Regions from separate parts of the Anser cygnoides genome. Here region 2 is linked to region 1. A link is a contact called in public Hi-C data. All regions are on one chromosome and are shown on one strand. The core of a region is the stretch at or near the end of the contact, and the rest is flanking DNA. Distances in the headings are between cores, read along the strand shown.

Region 1 (6,240 bases), core at 2,916-5,415:
TAGGTGTTGTATTTGTTTGACAGACAATCATCAAAGAACAAGAGATGTACGAAGCATCCTGGTGGGAACTGGAAAGCTAGTGCATTCTGAAAAGGATGATTTATTTTGAAGATACCAGCTTCATATGGGAAATCGAAAGAGGGAGAAACAATAGAAGCATCAAAAATGTGTTTGAAATCATGGTTCAACATGTGGTTTGGGGGAATCCTTGGTTCAAGTCATGACAATAAGCATTATCATTTTCTAAGAAATGGGAAGCAAATGGCTGGGGAAAGCTGGACTTTGGAGAAGTAAGAACTCACTGAGGTATAGAGTACTTATTGCAGTTTCTGTCAGGAAGACAACTGAAAGAAATAGTAGCCTGGATCTTCAGAGCCAGGGACCAAATTTCCATATGAAGACAAATGGAAGTATTTACACAAATAAGATGGTGAAATGCAAACAACAATTTTGTGGGCAAGAAAAAGTGTCCAGGGCTCAAGAGTAAGGAAGTTCTAGCTACTGTCCAGCCTTGGGAGACAGCTTTCTGCTTTTGCAAAATAATCTACAGACCATGAGAATTGTCCTAGGAAGAAACAGCTGAGCCAAGGGACAGAATGTGCCAAGTGAAAGACAAAGTGTACAGTGTGCCCAAAGAAAACCTCACAAGAAAAAAGGTATTTTAGTAGCACCACAAAAGGCTCACTTTTCTCTACAAATTGTTTGAGGGCTGTATCCGATGGCTGGGATGTAACATTTAACTCAAACGGGACATCTGCCTTGATCTGAAAACAGAGTTTGATATTTAAAAAATCAGGAGAGCTTGCAAATAAGAAGAAAAATGTGCATGAAGAGAAAGCAAAAATATAGGAAACAAGATTGTACAGAAATAGCAATGGGGGGGGGGGAAATCTCAGCAGATAACATTCTGCAGCCCAATTCCTGAGTGTCATTTCTGCTAAACAAGCTAATTTCCTATATATTACATTGACTCCCAAGTCTTCAAATAGTCTTGCAAAGAAACAATGTCACTGCTCTGGAAAAAAAAAAAAGAAGCTGAAGGATCAAGTTCAGGCTCTAGTGTGGTAACACAACTTTCTACAACTTTCTGAGGGTACTGAAAGTGCTCTCTGAGATGCTGTGAAGAGAAAGCTGAGAATACCTGCAGAGCTGCTGATGCTATCAGAAGGGGATTATAACTTCTTGTAAAGGTGGGAGAAGCCTGTGACGATAAATATAGGTATCTCTGTGCTCACCAACAGTACTCTGCATGCACGTGTGTGCATACACAGGAAAATGTGGGCTCAGAGTGCCCTGGCCCCTGCTCAGTGGCAGGGCCTGAATGATGGGTAGGTAGGACTGGACTACCTTTGTGTTGGAAGCCCATGGCTGAAAGCATGACTCAGGAGCTGCTGATACCTGTGTGGTGCTCCAGGCACTCTGCCCTCCTCCTTCAGGCTGGGGAGAGCTGGGTGCTCCCTCCAGCGTGGCCTGTGTTGAGCTACAGAGCTGCAAGCACAACAGGTTTGGCTGGTTCAGGATCCTGGCACTCAGGCAGACAAGACAGGCAGCCTTTGTTTCCCTCTCCTAAGATCTGTCTTTCATCAATTAAAGATTCTTCCATCATTTCAGTCCTCTTGATTGCAGTTGATTTTTGGGAGGTATTCAGGGTCAAATCCTGGTTGATGCCCAGGCAGCAGGAGATGCTGTTTGGGGAGAGCTTGTGAGTCTGGCCAAACGTGTTCTTTGGGACTGAAAACACAGCCTGTTTGCATGCAGACCCCTGAAAAAAGATGAATTTGCCATTGAAATACAGCCAAGGAAATGAAAACCTTGCTGACACCTAGCACTCAGTGAGTAAATGCACAAATTTATTTGCATGTAGAGCTAGATGGGGATATCAGGACCTGAAAGCCAAGCTCCTCTTGGGAAGAAGTTATCTTGCCACGTTTCCTGTGGCAGAGGCTGAAGACTAGTACTGTGGAAGAGACTGAGCATGGCAATACATTGGGCAAGGTAGAAGCTTCGTGTCACTGACTTGAGAGTAGCCAAAGAGGCCAGACTGCTTCTCCTGAGAAGCACTGCTCATGCTAGCTGCTTACAGACCTTTTCTATCATGACCAGGGTGTGAAAGTTCCTCCTCTGGCTTCTCCTCTCCCTGATTTTTCCTGCCTCTCCACACACCAGCCTCTTCTTCATGTCATGCTGTTCCCGAATGAACTGTAACAAACCCTACTGAGCTGGAGACTAATTTACACCAGCACTGAGCAGAAACCAAGCTACTGTAATGAAATGACCCAAATTAGGGGATTTTAAAGAGCTGATCAAATCCTCTTTATGTGTCTGTGTTTTTGTTTTTTTTTTCTCTTCTCTTTTGTAGAAATCGTTCCTACTTCCTCCCCCTGGTTAGTATTATATACTGCCATCTCAGTGCAAGGGGTCCTTTTCACTCTGCAGCCCACAAAGGCCGGAGGCCCTTCCAGGGCTTTGTTTCCAAAAATCGCAGAGCCAGCAGCAATGGGGAACGGAGTCAGAGGAAAGTGCACACGTGCGGCAAAGGCTGACCCAAATGACAGGCTCGAACTGTGCCTCCACGCTCCCTCGTCTCCTCTAAGTCCTTGAGCAATGCTGGGTGCCTGGTAAACGCACTCAAAATCTGGGGAAAAGCAGCACTGCTGGAGCTGCACAGAAGGCACTGCTGAAGATGCTGAGCCTTCTTGCAGCAGCTTTAGTATGTTTTTCTTCTCCCCTTTAATCTGGGCCTCCAGCGACACGTGCCCTTCTGTAGCTGCTGATCACTTCAAGATGTCAGAAGCTGGTCTGGAGTGAAAGAGGCAGTGAGGGGGAAACTCAGTCTTTGTCACTAGGGCCTGGGAATGTGCAGTGAATACGTAGCTTTGCAAGTCAAAGGAGTCTGGAAGTGATTTTTTTTTCACTGAATTTGAGACATATTTTCTTCCCAATTGGAAAAGATTTCAGACTGGATTCCATGTGTTTCTTTTTTTCTCTAACAGCCTGAGAAAAGCACTGCCCTCCCCAGCTCTCATTATGAGTTACTCACTAAGAGAAACGAGCATCTTCACCACAGAGCTGTCTTCTTGCCACGCGTCTGTTTCCATGGTGCACTGATGCTTACCTAGTGGTAACTGAAAAAAAATCACATCTCTTTTTGGAACTTTATTCTCCTGCAAGGCTTTGAGAAGACTACAGTAGGTTGCCAGAAAGAAAAGTTACACTTGTGCTGTAGTTTCAACAAATTTTATGGGCAGAGAGCAGAAGGGTTTCAGCAGTGAAATATACCGAAGTCAGGCTGGTTGCCCCTTCCCCAGGTCCCAGCCCCTTCGGGTTTGTGGTGGATGAAATACTGATGGCCTCAGTGTAGCTTGGTCTCAACCCCCTCAAGCATGGCCAGTGTGCAGGTCAGGATGGCCACATGAGGAAATTACACAGGCCAGATGAGAGATGAATTTCATGTTAGACTACCTGTGTGTCTTCTTGTCACCCTCTGCACCTGACCCATCACAACCCCCAAAGGAACAGGAGGCTCTTCTGAATACACAGAAAGAAACTCCTCATTTCCTTCCAGTGCTATCAGGAGTCATGTTCTGCTTTGCTCCTTATACTACATCACTAAATGGTTTGTGTCACACATTGGTTTCATTTTTTTTTTTTTTTTTCCCGTTTTCTCTTTTTTTTTCTTCCTTTTTTTTTTTTTTTTTTCCCTTTCATTCTCTGTCCCCTCTTGCCCTGCTGTTCTGGTTCAAGAAAATAAAGAACGGATGGCAGCCACTGCACTGCGCTCACCACCCTGTGCTCTTCCCTCGCTGCAGCCCAGGTCCGTGCCTTTTCCCCCCGTAGCGATGTCCCGGCCTGCTGGTGTGGGGCTCTGCGGGACGAGGAGCATGGGAAGAAAAGAGCTGCTCCTCAGAACATGCCTGCGCAGCCCTAATACCTTCCTGCAGACACAACCAGTCCCCAAGCATAAAGGAGTTGTCCCTCCATGGACAACGGGAGGGCAAAATCATGTCGTGAGCAGCAATGGTTGCGCTCAGCATCTTAGACCCACAGGGATCATCGAGTCCCACTCCTGGCTCCACGCAGGGCCACCCCAAAACCAACCCCTACGTCTGAAAGCCGAGGCCCGCGTCCCACTGCGGGACGCGCCGTCCCGATGCTCTCCCCGCCCCGTGCCGACGCGGGAGGCGTGCCGTGCCGTGCCGTGCCGAGCCGAGCCGTGCCGAGCGGAGCCGAGCCGAGCCGTGCCGAGCCGTGCCGAGCGGAGCCGTGCCGAGCGGAGCCGAGCCGTGCCGTGCTGTGCCGTGCCGAGCCGTGCCGAGCGGAGCCGTGCCGAGCCGTGCCGAGCCGTGCCGTGCCGGGCCGGGCGCAGCACGGTGCGGGTGGACGTGCCGGGATGGGTGGCGGGCGCCGGGCGCTGCTCTGGGCGCTGCTCTGGGCGCTGCGCTGCGGGGCCGGTGAGTCCGGGGTGCCGAGGGCAGGGGGGACCGTGCGCGGTGGAGGGGCTGCGGGGCAGCGGCTGCACCCCCCCGGCGCTGGGGATGGGGACGGGGGGCTTCGGGCGGCCCGGTGGGGGTGTCGCTGCGAGCACAGCACTGTCAGACCCTCTGCGGGGGTGCAGCGAGCACCTGGCTCTTTCTGGGGGATGCATGTGGAGAGAGAACCGGGTTTGCCCCCCGGTGTGCTGGGCCCTGGCTAGCAGTGGGTGCTGCGGTACCTCGGTGGGGCTGGGGTCTGTCCCGGTGGCTGTGGGCTGGTTGCGGGGTGATGCTGCCAAAAATCACTCTGAAGCATCGTGGTTCGTGGCACCTGCACGGTCTTTGCAGTGCTTTGCTGCTGCTCGTGCTTGGTTACTTGGAAAAAGCAGGGCAAACAACCAGAGGTAATCTGGGGGCTTAAAAGCAAAGCAGCCGTCAGCAGGGCTGCCCCACACTTTGCTGCAGCTGGAGCTGTTGGGGGTCTGTAGCCCACCCTGAGGGTTGCTGGATGGTCGTGGATCGATGTGAAGATGTGGTTCCTGGCAGGAGCAGCAGTAATGCCAGAGTGTGCTTTGGGCAGGGGAGAGTTAACAGTCTTGGCTGGAGCTGCAAGCGTCTGCAGTGCAGTGAACTCACTGCTGGTTTTGGATTTAAGCAGAAATCCTGGGCTGTATGAATGAATACAGAAGGTGTGTGAGCCCCAGAATCTCTTTGGCAGTCAGGTGTGTCCCCAGGGGAAATTCACTCCTGACAGCCTCAATGGGTGGGTTGGAGGTAGGAGACCCTGCGGGCAGACACTCTTCACCCCTCCTCGGGTCAGGCTCCCACACTGTCTGAATGTGACAATTCACTTCAACAAGTGCCTGAGCAGAAAGCTGTTGTCATCAGGTGAACTATTTCCAGTAATGGGAAATCCAGGGCTACAGATGTACAATGTTTTTTGGCAGACCTGTGGGTTTTCTAATACGTTCCGTACTGGGACCACAGAAGGGCAACTTATTGATTCACTCGTGGGGTGTGAGACTCCCTGTTTATTGTTTTCTTCTGTAATAAAGTATCTTGCATCTAATAACAGACAGACTTTCTTGTTAAAACGCCCTTCTCCTGGCTAGTAACAGAGAAGGCACGTGGGACCTGCTGGCTGGATGCTGAACATCATTATTCCCCTGACACCTGCTTGGTCATCAGGCTTGGTCATCAGGCTTGGTTATTCTGGTGCTAGGGTTTGGGCTGCGCAGTGTACTGTGGTGTTGCTGGCACTTAGTTTTGCTTCCAATCCAGGTATGTCAAGCGAGCAGCATTGTGCTTGCAAGTGGATTTTTTTCCATGCCAGCTTTTCCCTCGGGCCATGCTGTGGTAAGTGATGGAGTTGCTCCAGCATGGTGGGCACCCACGCATGCCCGCCTCCAGCTCCTGGACTCTGGCTTTTAGGGCCAGCCTGAGCAAATCGCTCTGGACACGGGTGAGAAGTGCCCTGTCAGGCAGGGCAAATCCCTTGGAGGACACTGCAAAGATATCCACACCCCAAACAGCTGGGGATGGGGGGGTGCTCAAAAGGGAGCCCTTGGTTTGATGAATTCCTGTTGCCAGCATGAGTCAAAGTGGAAAGTATTTAATTCGTGGGCCAGCAAATACCTCTTTCCACTTAATCAGTACCGAAATTGAGGCTAAGATCCCCTCTGCTTTTTGAAGTTTGTCCTTAACGTGAAGCTGTGTGGGGAGAGCTGGTGAAGGGAGCTGGTGAGCTGTGTGGGGAGAGCTGGCCAGA
Region 2 (6,331 bases), core at 151-2,650, 220 kb after region 1:
CATCTCGCGGGTGACCAGAGGTAGAAACCCTCCTCCTCCGTGGCAGCAGCATTCCAAGTCCTGCCGACCAGAAGGGGAAGCTGCCCCTTGTAACGAGCAGCAGCGAGAGCCCTGGCTGTGCATCCTGCCACCCTCGGTGCCGAGGTGCCAGACTCGCTCGCAGAGTGCTAACATCTGTGCTGCTGTGTGGGGTTGAGGCCCAGTGGGGGCTGCATTTGTTGGCACGGGGACACCCTCCTTACAGCCGCGCTCCTCCTCCCATGGCGTTCACTGCGGAAAACACATCCATGCGTCCTGTGCTTGGTGGCCAGGAGGAAAAAGTGGTGCCAAGGTTGAGCACAGAATGCCCCTACCACCCCAAGTTAGCGGCGAGGGAAGAGCTCAGCACACAGGGTCTCAGGAGCAATGCAGTCGGCCGTGGCCAGTACCCACTTGGCCAAATTTCCTGATTTCTCCTGTGACCCCAGAGGAACAAAAAGCTCTGTGGCATCATCTGGGCGTTTCAAACAAGACCCAGGAGATACACAGCTGCTTTTGGGCCCCGCTGGCCCCATGTCGAGGGGGCTGGGGCACAGCACGGAGCCGGCCCGCAGGCTGCAGGCAGGAAGATGCCACCCCGAGGTCGCGCCGGGACCCCAGGCCCCTCGCAGCCGCTGCCGTCGGGGGGACCCCCGGGGGCGGGCGGGGTGTCCCCCCACCCCCGGCCCTCCGGAATCGGGGACAGCAGGCGACAGGGGGCGCCCCGCCACCGCTTTTAGCCCGCGGGACAGCGGAACGGGCCCTTCCCGGCGGGGGGGGGCCAGCCGCTCGCCCCCCTTTTGGGGGCAAAGCCCCCTTTTCCTGGCGCGTCCCCGCATGTGCCCGCCCTGGGGGCAGCCCCATCGGGTCGCACCCTTCGTTTTCAGCCGCCCCCCAGATCCCCGACCACGGGCAGGCGGCGGGAGGAGGCGGGCTGCCCCTATCGCCGCGGCTATCGCGGTAGGAAGGTGCCCTCCCGGGGCCGTTTTCGTTTGGAGCTGGCTCCGGAGGGTGCCGGGGCACAGGGAAAAGTTCCCCGGGCCCCTCTTTAGGCTCCCCCGGTGCCTGTTGGGTCTGTGTTAATGTTTAAAAACTAGCGCCGGCTTCCGCCGGTCGATGCTTGGTTTTAATCCAGGGAGCAAAACTAAACAAATAAATAAAGCGAAAGGTCGGCGCTGCCCGCTTTGCTTTGCAGGCAGGTAGGTACGGCTGGGGGACGTGAGAGCGAGCCCACTGCGGGCCCACATCCCCGGGGGCAGGAAGGAGGCGGCGGCAGCCCCCTGCCCTCGGGGCGGGCAGAGCCGCGCTCGGCGGGGCAGCCGCAGGATGCTGCCGGGGGAGGCAGCGCCCCACGGATGGGAGGCGTTTGGCCAGCAGACGGTGGAGGGGAGCGCTCCGCTTCCTCTGGCTGGGAGGGAGGGCAGGAGAGAAGGAGGGAGGGAGGGCAGGACGGAGGGAGGGAGCCGCTCCGCCGCTCCCCGACGGCCGCATTCAGGCAGCCTCCGCCGGCGGGAGCGAGCGCTCCCCGCAGCGCGGCGATGGCGGGGCCGAGGGGCTTCCGAGGGGCCTGATTCCGCCCGTGCGTCCGGGGGTCCGTCCGTCCGTCCGGGCAGCGAGGCGCTTCGGCGCCGCCCCGACGGCGCCCACCGGGACCCCGCAACCGGCGCCGCGGGGAGGGCAGCGAGGTCCCCGGGCCCCCCGACGGCTCCGATCCCGCTCCGCCGCCCGCCGCGCCCCCTCGGCTGCCCTCGCTGTTTGTTTTAGTTACGAAATAGCTGCAGGAACTCGGGCAGAGCCGCGGGAGGGGCCGCGCGGCCGAGCCGGAGCCGGAGCCGGAGCCGAGCGGCGGCTCCCGGAGCCCGGACCGATGGGGCAGCGCCGGGGTGCGGCCGGGCGGGCGGCGGCCTGAGCCCGGGCTCCGCCGAGCAGCCGCGGGGAGAGAAGGTGCGTGCGTCCGGGTGGCGGCTGCCCCCACCGGGGGGCCGGGGAATCCGCGCCCGTCGGGGGTGCGGGGCGTGGGTGGAGCGGCGCCCGTCGGGGGCGCGGGGCGGGGGGCGTCGGGTCCCCTGGGAAAGGGGGGGGACGGCTCCCGCAGGGCCCCCCCCGGGAAAGGGAGGCGGGGGGCGCTGGGAGCGGTGCCGGGGTGCCGCCGGGGTGCGGAAGGTGCGCGGGGGGCCGCGGAGGAGCCGCTCCCGCCTAGGTGTGAGCTGATTATTCAAATGGGCAGCCGAGGACCTGGGGATTGGAGGCTCGCCCGGCCGCTCCGTGCTATATCACTCGAGCACCCACGTCACTGCAGCACTTGTCCTCCTCTTCCTCCTCCTCCTCTTCTTCCTCCCTCCTCCCTCCTCCTCCTCCTCCGGCTCCTCCGTCGCCTCCGGGCGACTCTTCGCCACGAAGCGCTGCGAAAACCCACCCGAGGAGCAGCCGCGAAAATACCCCCGGCCCCAGCGCCACTCCGTGCCCCCTCCCTTCCTCCCTCCCTTCTCTTCCTCCTCCTCCGGAGGCTCCGACGGAGGGAGCGCGGCAGAGGGGAGGGAGGGCTGGCGACTTTTTTTTTTTTTTTTTTTTTGGGTTGCTCTCTGTCGTCGTTTGTTGTGGCTGTTAAATTTTAAACTGCCATGCACTCCACTTCCAGTATGCTGGGAGCGGTGAAAATGGAAGGCCATGAGCACACGGACTGGAGCAACTACTACGGGGAGCCCGAGGTAAGGAGGGAGCCAGGGCTCCGCCACCCCCCGGCCCGGCCCGGCCGCCCCCCGCCACCGGGAGCACCCCAATTTTGTCACTAAATGTCGAGCGGGGGGGGGGGGGGGGGGGGGGGCAGCGGGGCCGGCCCCCCCCCCGGGGCCAAGCGGGGCGCGAGGCTGCCCGGGTGGCATTTTGCGATTTTTCCTCCTCCCCCCCTCTACCCCCCCAGGTATTTTTCTCACTTTGTGCAAGGATGTCCTTTCCCCTCCCTCCAGCTCCCCAGCATGGACCCGGTGGGCTCGCTGTGGCCCCGTCTTTTTTAGTATCTGTATTTTTGATTTTCATTTCAACAGCCCCCTCTCACGCCCACCCTCCCAAGATTTAACCCTTTCCAGCCTGCTCCAGGGCTGCAGAGGCTCCCTGGCAGGCGGCGACTCGGGCTGGGGTGGGGGTGCCCCCGCACTGCTCCCCATTTGGGGGGCTGCCCTTGTCCCTGGTGGGGCTGTGCACCCGCCCCCTCCCGTCCCCCCCCAAACCTCCCTCCTCTCTCTCGCTTGCCCCCACAGAGCTACTCCTCGGTGAGCAACATGAACGCGGGGCTGGGCATGAACAGCATGAACACGTACATGACCATGTCGGCCATGAGCACCACAGCCAACATGACGGCTGCCACCTCCATGAACATGTCCTATGCCAACACAGGCATGAGCCCCTCGCTCACCGGCATGTCCCCGGGCACGGGGACCATGCCCGGCATGGGCTCGGCTGGCGTGGCAGGGATGGGCGCCCACCTGAGCCCCAGCATGAGTCCAATGGGGGGCCAAGCAGGCTCCATGAACGCCCTGGCCCCCTACACCAACATGAACTCCATGAGCCCCATCTACGGGCAGTCCAATCTCAACCGCTCGCGGGACCCCAAGACCTACCGGCGGAGCTACACACACGCCAAACCGCCCTACTCCTACATCTCCCTCATCACCATGGCCATCCAGCAATCACCCAACAAGATGCTGACGCTGAGCGAGATCTACCAGTGGATCATGGACCTCTTCCCCTTCTACCGCCAGAACCAGCAGCGCTGGCAGAACAGTATCCGCCACTCACTCTCCTTCAATGACTGCTTCCTCAAGGTGCCCCGCTCCCCAGACAAGCCGGGCAAAGGCTCCTTCTGGACTCTGCATCCCGACTCGGGCAACATGTTTGAGAACGGCTGCTACCTGCGCCGCCAGAAGCGCTTCAAGTGCGAGAAGCAGCTGGCCGCCAAGGACAGTGGCGGGGCGGGCGGCGGGGCAGGTGGCGGGGGCAAGAAGGGGCCCGGGCAGCCGCCGAGCCAGCCCCTGGGGGAAGGCAGCTCCTCAGGTGGCTCCGAGGGCTCAGCCGGCGCTGAGTCCCCGGCCAGTGCCTCACCGTGCCAGGACCACAAGCGCGCCCTGGCTGACCTGAAGGGCACGGCGGGGCTGAGTCCTGGGGAGCCGGCGGCATCGCCGGCACAACACCTCCTGGCCCCCCCGCACGCCGGCCTGCCCCACGACGCCCACCTCAAGCCTGAGCACCACTACGCCTTCAACCACCCCTTCTCCATCAACAACCTGATGTCCTCCTCTGAGCAGCAGCACCACCACCCGCACCACCACCACCACCACCACCACAAAATGGACCTCAAGGCCTATGAGCAGGTGATGCACTACTCAGGCTACGCCTCGCCCATGCCTGGCAGCCTGGCCATGGGGCCCGTAACGAACAAAAATGGCTTAGAGTCCTCCCCTTTAGCTGGAGAGACTTCTTACTACCAAGGTGTGTATTCCCGGCCCATCATGAACTCCTCCTAAAGGGCCGAGGGGAAAGCTCCCCTGGCGAGGGGGGAAAGACCCCACACCCCCGCGCAGTCCCCTAGCAGAGTGATGGACTCTGAACGCTGTCGAGCACGGTACATATACATATATCTATCTATCTATTTTTATTTTGTTTCATTGGCTCCAGATGTCTGCATCCATTCGGGAAACAGCAGGCATGTCTTGCAAGCACCTCGGCCCGTGCTGAGGGCAGGCGCGCTGGTCCTCCCCCCCCAGCCCAAAGCCACCCATGCCTGGGGGGCTGCGATTCCCGTGTTTTGCATTGTGGGGTGGTTTGTTTTGGTGGGGAGGGGGGGTTGTGGGTGCGGGGAGGGGAGAGGGGGTTTCTGTTGGGGCTTTTTTTTTTTTTCGTTGTTGTCGTTGCAAGGAGGTATAAATATATCTATTTTTTTTTGTGTGGAAGTGACGGAAAAAAAATACCAAACAGACAAACAACAAAACGAAACCCTCCTTCAGTGTGAAACCCATGCTAGTTTTGAATCCAAGGACCAAATGTCTTGTAACGTTGTAAAAAGGGGAAAAAAGGGAGGGAAAAAAAGAGAAAAAAATATGAAAAACATTAAAAAAAAGTCAGGATAGATCGTTGTAATTGAGACAAACGCTTGATGTTACCGGGAGAGTAAACTACTTGGATCTGATTAATTTATCGTTTCTGTATGCTTTATTTATGGCTTATAAATGTGTATTCTGGTAGCGACTAGCCAGATTTTCACAGAACTATATTAAAGTGTTATTGGCGGTTTTTTTCCCCTGCATCTCTGTTGCACCGGGACTCGCCCGTCTCCCCCAGGCGCCGCGGAGCCGCGGCCCGAAGGGGCACCCGCTGCCCCGGCCGAGCGGCCCCGACGGCGCGGCGTTGCCACCCGCTTCCTCTCTTCCCCGCCGACCTCGGAGGGGCTCGGCCGACGCAGGGACAGCCCGGGGGGGCGAGGGGAAGAGCGGGGAAAGCAGCGGGGCACGGCACGGCACGGGACGGGACGGGACGGCACGGCACGGGATGGCACGGGACGGCACGGGACCCTAATGGCGGCCACCGGGGGCACCCGGCCGGCGCTCGGTGCGCCCTCGGGGGGCAAAACCGACAGCGGGGTGTGTGTGGAGGAAATGGCAAAGAAATGGTAACCGGGGGGACGGGGCGAGAAAGGAGTCGCAGGGGCGGAAAGCGGGAAAGCGGCGGAACGAGCGGAGCGCCGCCGGGGGGGTGGCTCGGCTTTGGGGAGCGCGGCCGTGGAGCGGGGAGCTCCCCCCGCTCCCCCCCAGCGCCCCCGGCTGCCCGGAGCCTGCCCGGACCCTCGGCCGGCGGCACCCGTCGGGGGCCGTTTTCCTTTATTTCCCCGCTCCCTGCCCGTTTTCCCAACCACTTGTTGTTTTTCCCACGCGTTTACGGTGCTCATAGATGTTGCTTTCCGAAATAACATTCAAATCCTTCTTAAAATTCCGCATTGTCCGCGGGAAGAGAAAAGGGGACGAGGAGTCGAGGGGATGGGGGGGGGGGGGGGGAGGGAAGGGTAAAAAAAAAAAAAAAAGCCTCCCCAAAACAAAACAGGGATCCAGCCAGAAATCTGTCCGTCTCTATACGGGAAGGACACACACGTTGTGAAGCAGGCATGCAATGTGTTTCATTAGCACATAAAAGGCTCCCGCGGGGAAGGAGCACGGGCGCGGGGGTGACGCCGCTTTGGGGACGCGGTGCTGCCACTGCCGCCCGGCCCCAAAGCGGGCACCGAACCGGGCACCCGCTGCCCGCCCCAGAAGCACGCCCTTTCGTT

Evidence for each region. Hi-C and Micro-C count contacts between places; a contact is called where the count stands out from the background.
Region 2: a contact with region 1 is called in a Hi-C map of liver, with 3 times the contacts expected there. The contact joins the promoter of FOXA2 here to the promoter of MERTK in region 1. A contact is called at or near these places in 2 of 7 Hi-C or Micro-C datasets (both in liver).

The regions. Positions count from the first base shown.
Region 1 is chr3:10,182,562-10,188,801 of Taihu_goose_T2T_genome, forward strand. It overlaps MERTK (MER proto-oncogene, tyrosine kinase), which reads left to right and starts at 4,166. Exons shown (of 19, transcript XM_048078995.2): 1 at 4,166-4,451. The coding sequence starts at 4,391. It overlaps LOC125184668 (a long non-coding RNA gene), which reads left to right. Exons shown (of 2, transcript XR_007169012.2): 2 at 24-2,313.
Region 2 is chr3:10,400,482-10,406,812 of Taihu_goose_T2T_genome, forward strand. It overlaps FOXA2 (forkhead box A2), which reads left to right and starts at 1,401. Exons shown (of 3, transcript XM_066993446.1): 1 at 1,401-1,962; 2 at 2,657-2,726; 3 at 3,276-5,301. The coding sequence starts at 2,658. The coding sequence ends at 4,538.